Linked DNA regions of Mus musculus: region 1 is linked to region 2. A link is a contact called in public HiChIP or PLAC-seq data. All regions are on one chromosome and are shown on one strand. The core of a region is the stretch at or near the end of the contact, and the rest is flanking DNA. Distances in the headings are between cores, read along the strand shown. Region 1 holds the start of Hotair (HOX transcript antisense RNA (non-protein coding)). Region 2 has its middle 59 kb from the start of Hoxc13.

Region 1 (3,329 bases), core at 473-2,972, 86 kb before region 2:
CAGGTATACCTAAGTGTCCACGGGTGGAGACCTGAGGTAGGAAAGGTCTCTTTCTTTCTCTGCCTAGGAATATTCTTGTGCGTGTACTTGTGTGTTGGGTGAGAATTTGTCACGGTGTTCTTTGTTCTGGGCATTTTAAGTGTTCCTGTCTGGGGTTTTTCGGGTTTTATTAACCTGCATCCGCTTGGCCGGTTTATGTCCCTTCCAAGCAGATCATCTGGTGTTTTTCAGTATTAGAGCCGTGTGTGTGTGTGTGTGTGTGTGTGTGTGTGTGTGTGTGTGTGTGTGTGTGTGTTCTCTGGGAGAAATGGTTTAAGGTGATACCTTCTCAACCTCTTGCCCCCTCAGGTTCTCCTCCCTGTCACAGTCACAGCCTTGGCTTTCATAGGGTGTCTGGTGCCTTACTCTTTTCAAGTCCCCTAAATCTCCAAAGAGCAGTTTTTCAAAGAGCTTCAGGCTGAGGTCTGAGTATGAGTTTCTCCCCCACACTATGGGGAAGCATCCCAGCTAGTAACCCCTTTTGACTTTCTGGGGTCCCCCTTCACAAGGCCTCCGCAGGCCATTCCAACCATTTGGAATGCTGTGAGCAGAATTCTGGGCCATGCCAAAGAAGGTCTGCCAACCCCTCCATGGGGATTCCTGACAGCAGATGTCCCTACCTTGGCTACCCTCATCCCCTACACAAAGGACCCAGGCACTTTGAGCTGAGGTGGCACTTTGTTCAGATTAAATCTCTTCAGATCCCAGGATCAGACATTCTGTGGAGAAACCAGGATTCCTTAACACCACCAGAAATAATGAGATCGAGTCCCTTTGTTTTTCATGAGATACTGGATCCAGATAGGAGGCCCAATTGCTCTATTAATTGCCCCTGTCTGCTGATTCTGGCTGCCTCAGCCCACTTTGGGGATCTTATAGATTGGAGAAATTCCCAGCCAGGTAGGTAGAGTGGGATGGAGCTGGTCCCAAGGGTCAGCTTTCCAGTTGACAAGGCAAAGGTAACAACAAACTGGGAGATTTAGAGTTTAGTTAGAATCACCCATCATCACTCCTGAAGCATCCATCAGCCCCTTCCCCCTTGCTATAGAATTTCAATTTTGAAATAATTAGGCCTTAAGATGGCTCCATGAACACAGAGGAGCCAAAAACAAGTGGTGAGATTCAGGGAGAAGGAAGTGAGTTCTCCATAGATAACCCCACAGCAATAAACCCCCTTTTAACTTCACTACACCCCTAATCTCCACACTACAGTGGAAGGAAGGAAAGAATCAAGGATCCAAGCTTAGGCTCCTTCCTCCCTCTCTCCCTCCTGGCTGTAACCACTACCAGCCGACTGACTGTGACTGACTGCCGCTACTCTGTCTTTCAAGGCCTGTCTCCTGCTCTGCCTTATTCTCCCGGAGCCTAGCCTTCCTCCATTTCTGCTTCCTAGCTCTCTGAAACCAAGAACGACCTAATATACTAGCTTTTCCACACCCAAGGCCCAGGCTGGGGTGAGTACCAGGTCCGTGCAGCTAGAATGTTGCTTCCAATCTCACCAGCTGCACCCACCTTTGGTAGTTTCATGGTTAAAATGCTTCTCTCTCACTCCCCTCCTTCTGTTCTTTCCTTTCCACCTCAGGATTGAGAAATAAATAAATCCAAGTCTACCGCTACACTGGCCCTCCCCATCCCTGTGACCTCACTCCTCCTTACCGAATATATCGCTTTGTTTTCAGAAGAAAACTGTAATACTCAGACAGACAATTAAGCTGTAAATGAAGTTTTCTTTATGATGCTTAATTTTCTCTCCAATTCTTAAAGTCCTTCTCCACTTTGCTGCTGTGGAATGGAAGGGTTTTACAAGTCTGCAGGGGAGTCAGGGAGTAAAGAAATCGTGCCCAGATTTAGAGACAATGGTGAAAGATACAGAAGACAGAAGAGATGGGGGCCGCCCCAGCTGGCAGGGAGTGGAGCCAGAGGCAGAAAAGGAGAGAAAAGTTTCCTGCCATCTTCATTAGTTGACTTCCCAGTCCACAGCCACAGCTTCCCGGGGCTGCAGAATTCACTCTCAATAAAGAAAGGAGGCTTAAAAAAAAAAAAAAAAGTCCTGTGTTTACAAGACCAGAAATGCCAGCGCTAAGTCCTTCCAGAGAGAAAGGCTGAAATGGAGGACCGACGCCTTCCTTATAAGGTACGATGCTAACTTGACCTTCACTTTGTCATGGTGCCCCCGCCCACCCAGACTGCTGCAAACCCGCCAGGCAGAGTCAGCCCAAAGACTGACCCTTGTCTGTCTTCTTCGTGCCTCTTTCAGTCTTTTCCTTCCCTTCCCGTTTGTACCTTTTTCTTGTATTTCTTTCCTTATGTTTTATTTCCTGGTTATTCCTGCCACTCCTTTTTGTTTTATATCTACCTTACTCACGGTCTCATACTTTCTCTCAACTCTCTTTCACCTCACTCTCTGCTTCTGTGATCATTTCTTCCCCTCTTCCTCCTACAGCCTTCGGATTTCTCAACCCTCCAAAATAACAATAGCAAAATTTAAAATCTTTCCCTGATCCCTGCCTTAAATTTGACCTCCCTAGCTCCAGCTGGGCGTTTGTCTTGACTCCAGTATTGTTAAGGCGTGGACTCCAGGAAAGACAAATTGGGGATAAAAGAGGGCTTCATTCTGGGCCTAGTTCCTATGTGGGGTTGACAATGAACTTGATTTTGATAAGCCCCTGTCTTGCTCTCATGGACCACACCAACCAAGTCTCCCAAACCCTAGTGGACTTGTACTGGGAACTAAGTCTTCTAATGAGATAAGAGGGGCTTCCATTGTCCTCTAGGCTAAGAGGGGCTGAGTATCAAATTAGTGTTTCCTCATCTTGGTCTTTGGATTTTATATACCCTAAGATCCTAGAGCTTTCCCTTAAAACATCCAGGGGATGAATTTAGAGTCTTAGGGATTTCTGGAGATTCCCACACAGGTAAAAATAGGAAAGAAAAAAATTCCTAAGGCCTCTCTACCTTGCCTCCAGCTTCCAACAAAGCCTCTAACATTAACTCTAATCATATCTTATGTAGTTATAAAATAATATTATTGACACCCTATAATTATCTATTATCTACTTACTTGTGATAATTACAATATTAGAGGAGGCAGGTCTATGCAGACATAGTGAATCCAAGCTAGTATCCAAAATGAAAATGAAACTGGATCAGAGATCAGAGTACTTCAACAGATCTCATCATTTCTCAGCAGTGTTCAAATCTGTAAGCCCGACCTCCTTGTTTTAAGAGTAACTATTTTTCTTCTATATTCTCTCCCTCTCCCTCCCCATCTCTCTCCCTCCAATTATCCA
Region 2 (3,081 bases), core at 137-2,636:
GAGAAGAGCTGTAAAGGCAAGGAGACACATTTGGCTGGAATGCATAAGAATCATGTGGATTTTCCTTTCTATGGAGAGGAGAAATAGACTGGAAATTCTATAGGAAATTAAGATGAGGTTAGGCAGCAGTGTTAATCATGTGGGCACTCTTAACTAAAAGAAGCTGAGAACTCAGAACACCTTGAAACAAGGTCTAAAGGAGACACCCTTCAGTCTGGGATGAGTTAAGTTCAGTCCTGCCTGGAGGCAGAGGGAGGGATGAAGTGTCCTGTCATAGAGTCTGGAAGTCTGGATCAAGGCCGATTCATGGAAACAAAGCATCTCATTATAGAGAGGGGTTGAGAACAGCAAGAAATGCTCTGACCTGTTTGCCTGGGGCTTCCAAGTAGTGCAGAAGTTTTCTGGCTTGATTAATTTTAGACCCTGGTTATAACAAGAAGAGATTTCAATTAAACCAGAAAGGATTGGCTGTGACACCAAAGAGCCTGGATATGGTTTACTGAGGAGATTAGCCCTAGAAGTCACCAGAAGGAATAGTGTAGACAGCACTAGTGATAGAAACAGAGACAGAGATTTAAAAGGAGAGAAAATTTCTCTGGATTTGAGGATCCAGAATTCAGCTCAACGGCCTTGAGCTTGTGAGGGAGGATGGGTTAAGTGAGGGTCCTCCCAGCCTCCTAGCTGTTCAAAAACTCACTTCTGGGAACCACGGTAAAGTCTGGGTGTGTCTGAGCGTGTGCTGAATTCCTGGCTTCAATTACAGACTACCAGGCGACTGGAGAGTCTGTCATTGCCGATGTCATCACATTTACAAGAGTCATAGGTACCCTCTCAGGTAGGCTTCAGGAATGAAGGACTCTTCACAGCTGCCACCAGCTGCCCCACCCCCACTGTACGCAGAGGCAGAATCTCAAGAAACTGGAGCTGAGAAGCTGTTGTTGTGTCCCCTCATTCCAGCCAGAGGGTTGGAGAATTTTCCATGTATGTCCACCGCTCAAGTCATTGCCTCCATGTTGCAGAGCAGGTTGGACTGAACTTGAGAGCACAATATTCTCACTTTCAAGAGGTCTCCCGTAGGGACAGATTTTTATGTATCCAGGTGGAGGGAGAAGTGTTGGCAATGGGATTAGTCAGACCTCCTTCAAGTGTATCGCTCTATGATTCTTTCTTGAGCTGTGAATTGTTTTCTTCCCATTGAAATCTTTTCAAATTCTTTTCCTACCAACATCCTGGGGATTCAGAAGTGACCACCTACCTTCTTCATGATATTATTCCTAGGCCTTGCAGATGCCATCAAAAATAAGCATAAAGAACTAACGACCTTGTCCCTAGAGTAAAATTCCCAACTGCCAGTCCCTTCCACATTCCTCTCTGACTCACGTTCCCAACCCCCAACTGTGTCCTGTAAGTTAGTGGGCTGAGAACTCTGCTGTATCTGGGACACAGCAGCTGGAATAAAAGTATCTGTCTTGATAGCCATGACCCACTTCTTCCATCCACAGCTCTGGATCACTCCCTGGACTGTGTCCCGGGTATTAAGATGAGATCCTTCCAGAAACAGGGAGAGGCTAGATGGTCAACAAGGAATTCACCAAGGGCTGCCAGGCTTTGTGGTTCATCTCCATCTTTGTATGTGAAGAGCACAGCGTCCTCTTAACAGCTAAGTAAGGAGCCCTTCTCATTCTCTAAGCAAAGACACAACTGATTTTCTTATTTGTTGAGTGTCTACCATGTACCCAGTTCTATGTGAGGTATCGTGATGTAAAAGGTAAACATAAGCCTCATGTATAGTTTCACATGAGTAGATTCAAGCTGGGCATGGTGGGATGTGCCTTTAACCTCAGCACTCAAGAGGCAGAAGCAGGAGGGTCTCTGCAAGCTAGAGGCCAGCCTGGTCTACAGAGATAGTTCCAGTGGGCTACATAGAGAAACCTTGTCTTGAAAAGAAACAAACAAAAACACTGTATAGGTTCAAAAATGTAATTTATGCAATGAAGGAAAAATGTGAAATAATATGCATTTACTTTACCTTTGGACAACAGCAAAAAGTCTCTCTCTCTCTCTCTCTCTCTCTCTCTCTCTCTCTCTCACCAGCTATGTCTATCCTCAATGCTTTCTGACTCTGTATTTCTTATAGCATAAAATATATTTAACTTATTTTGTGTGCATTTATGTGTGTGTATGCATATGGGTGCATATGTGGAGGTCAGAGAACAACCTTTGGGAGTCAGCTCTATTTTTCTACCATTTGAGTCTCAAGGATTGAGCTCAGGCTTTGTGGCAAGCACCTTTATCGTCTGAGCCATCTCACTGGCACTGATGCCTTTTTTTTTTTTTTTTTTTTTTTTTGAGACAGGGTAGACTAGGCTAGCCTCAAGCTTACAGAGCTCTGCCTGCCTCTATCGCCTGAGTATTGGTATTAAAGGCATACACACATTACTCGAGAAGCCATTCTTCTTAGCTATGAAATAATATTTATCATCATCATCAGTGTGTATGTGTGTGTGCATGAAGTGCATGTATGGAAGTCTCTTTCCATTTTTATGCAAGTGCTAGGGTCTAAATTCAGGTTGCCAGTCTTACACATCAAGGGTTTTATGCACTAAGCCATCTGTCTACCTCCTTGGGTTTTGAGAAAAAAGAGATTTAAGGTTTGGAGGGACTTTGGTTATTTCCTGACTAAGTTGCTCCACTAATGTGAAGTAGGAACAAAGACTATTCACAATATGAGCTAATATAAAAGGAATGATGACTACGGGGAGGAGCTATCTGAAGAGATGGGCTGAACTTATTCTATTTTTCTTTTTCTATGTCCCATTCTGAAATGATTGAGCCCTGAGCTTGAAGTCAGACATATGAGAATCTACTCATGCACCATACTATCTCCAAAATAATAAAGACAATGGCAACCGCCTCACCCCTCTAGCTTCAGAGGAGGGGAGGAACCACACAGTTCCCTTTAATTGTCTCAATAATCTCTCCAAGAGTTCTGTGAGGATCCTATTCCTTCTCTTACTACAGTAGAAAAATTCTTTCTTAGAAATCTGTCTTTTATATCTAAATATGACAAAGGAAAGAGCC

The links. HiChIP or PLAC-seq counts read pairs in DNA pulled down with a chosen protein or histone mark.
Region 1: a contact with region 2 is called in a CTCF HiChIP or PLAC-seq map of the NIH/3T3 cell line, with 16 read pairs. The contact joins the promoter of Hotair here to the enhancer-like site in region 2. A contact is called at or near these places in 3 of 39 promoter capture datasets (the C10 cell line, the HPC-7 cell line, HPC-7-derived erythroid cells and 1 more), 2 of 15 datasets of contacts at CTCF or cohesin (CD8 T cells and the NIH/3T3 cell line), 1 of 115 datasets of contacts at active chromatin or transcription factors (embryonic stem cells) and 2 of 9 other capture datasets (adipose tissue and pancreatic islet).

What each region holds. Positions count from the first base shown.
Region 1 is chr15:102,946,339-102,949,667 of GRCm38.p6, reverse strand. Hotair (HOX transcript antisense RNA (non-protein coding)) reads left to right here and starts at 1,722. Exons shown (of 2, transcript NR_047528.1): 1 at 1,722-2,173.
Region 2 is chr15:102,860,351-102,863,431 of GRCm38.p6, reverse strand. No RefSeq gene overlaps it. Among named protein-coding and RNA genes, the nearest start is that of Hoxc13, 59 kb to the left of the region's middle. Within about 2 kb of position 1,386, at least 8 of the 459 cell types and tissues checked have an H3K27ac peak or open chromatin away from gene starts, as enhancers often do. A contact at or near this core is called in the NIH/3T3 cell line, where this site is marked.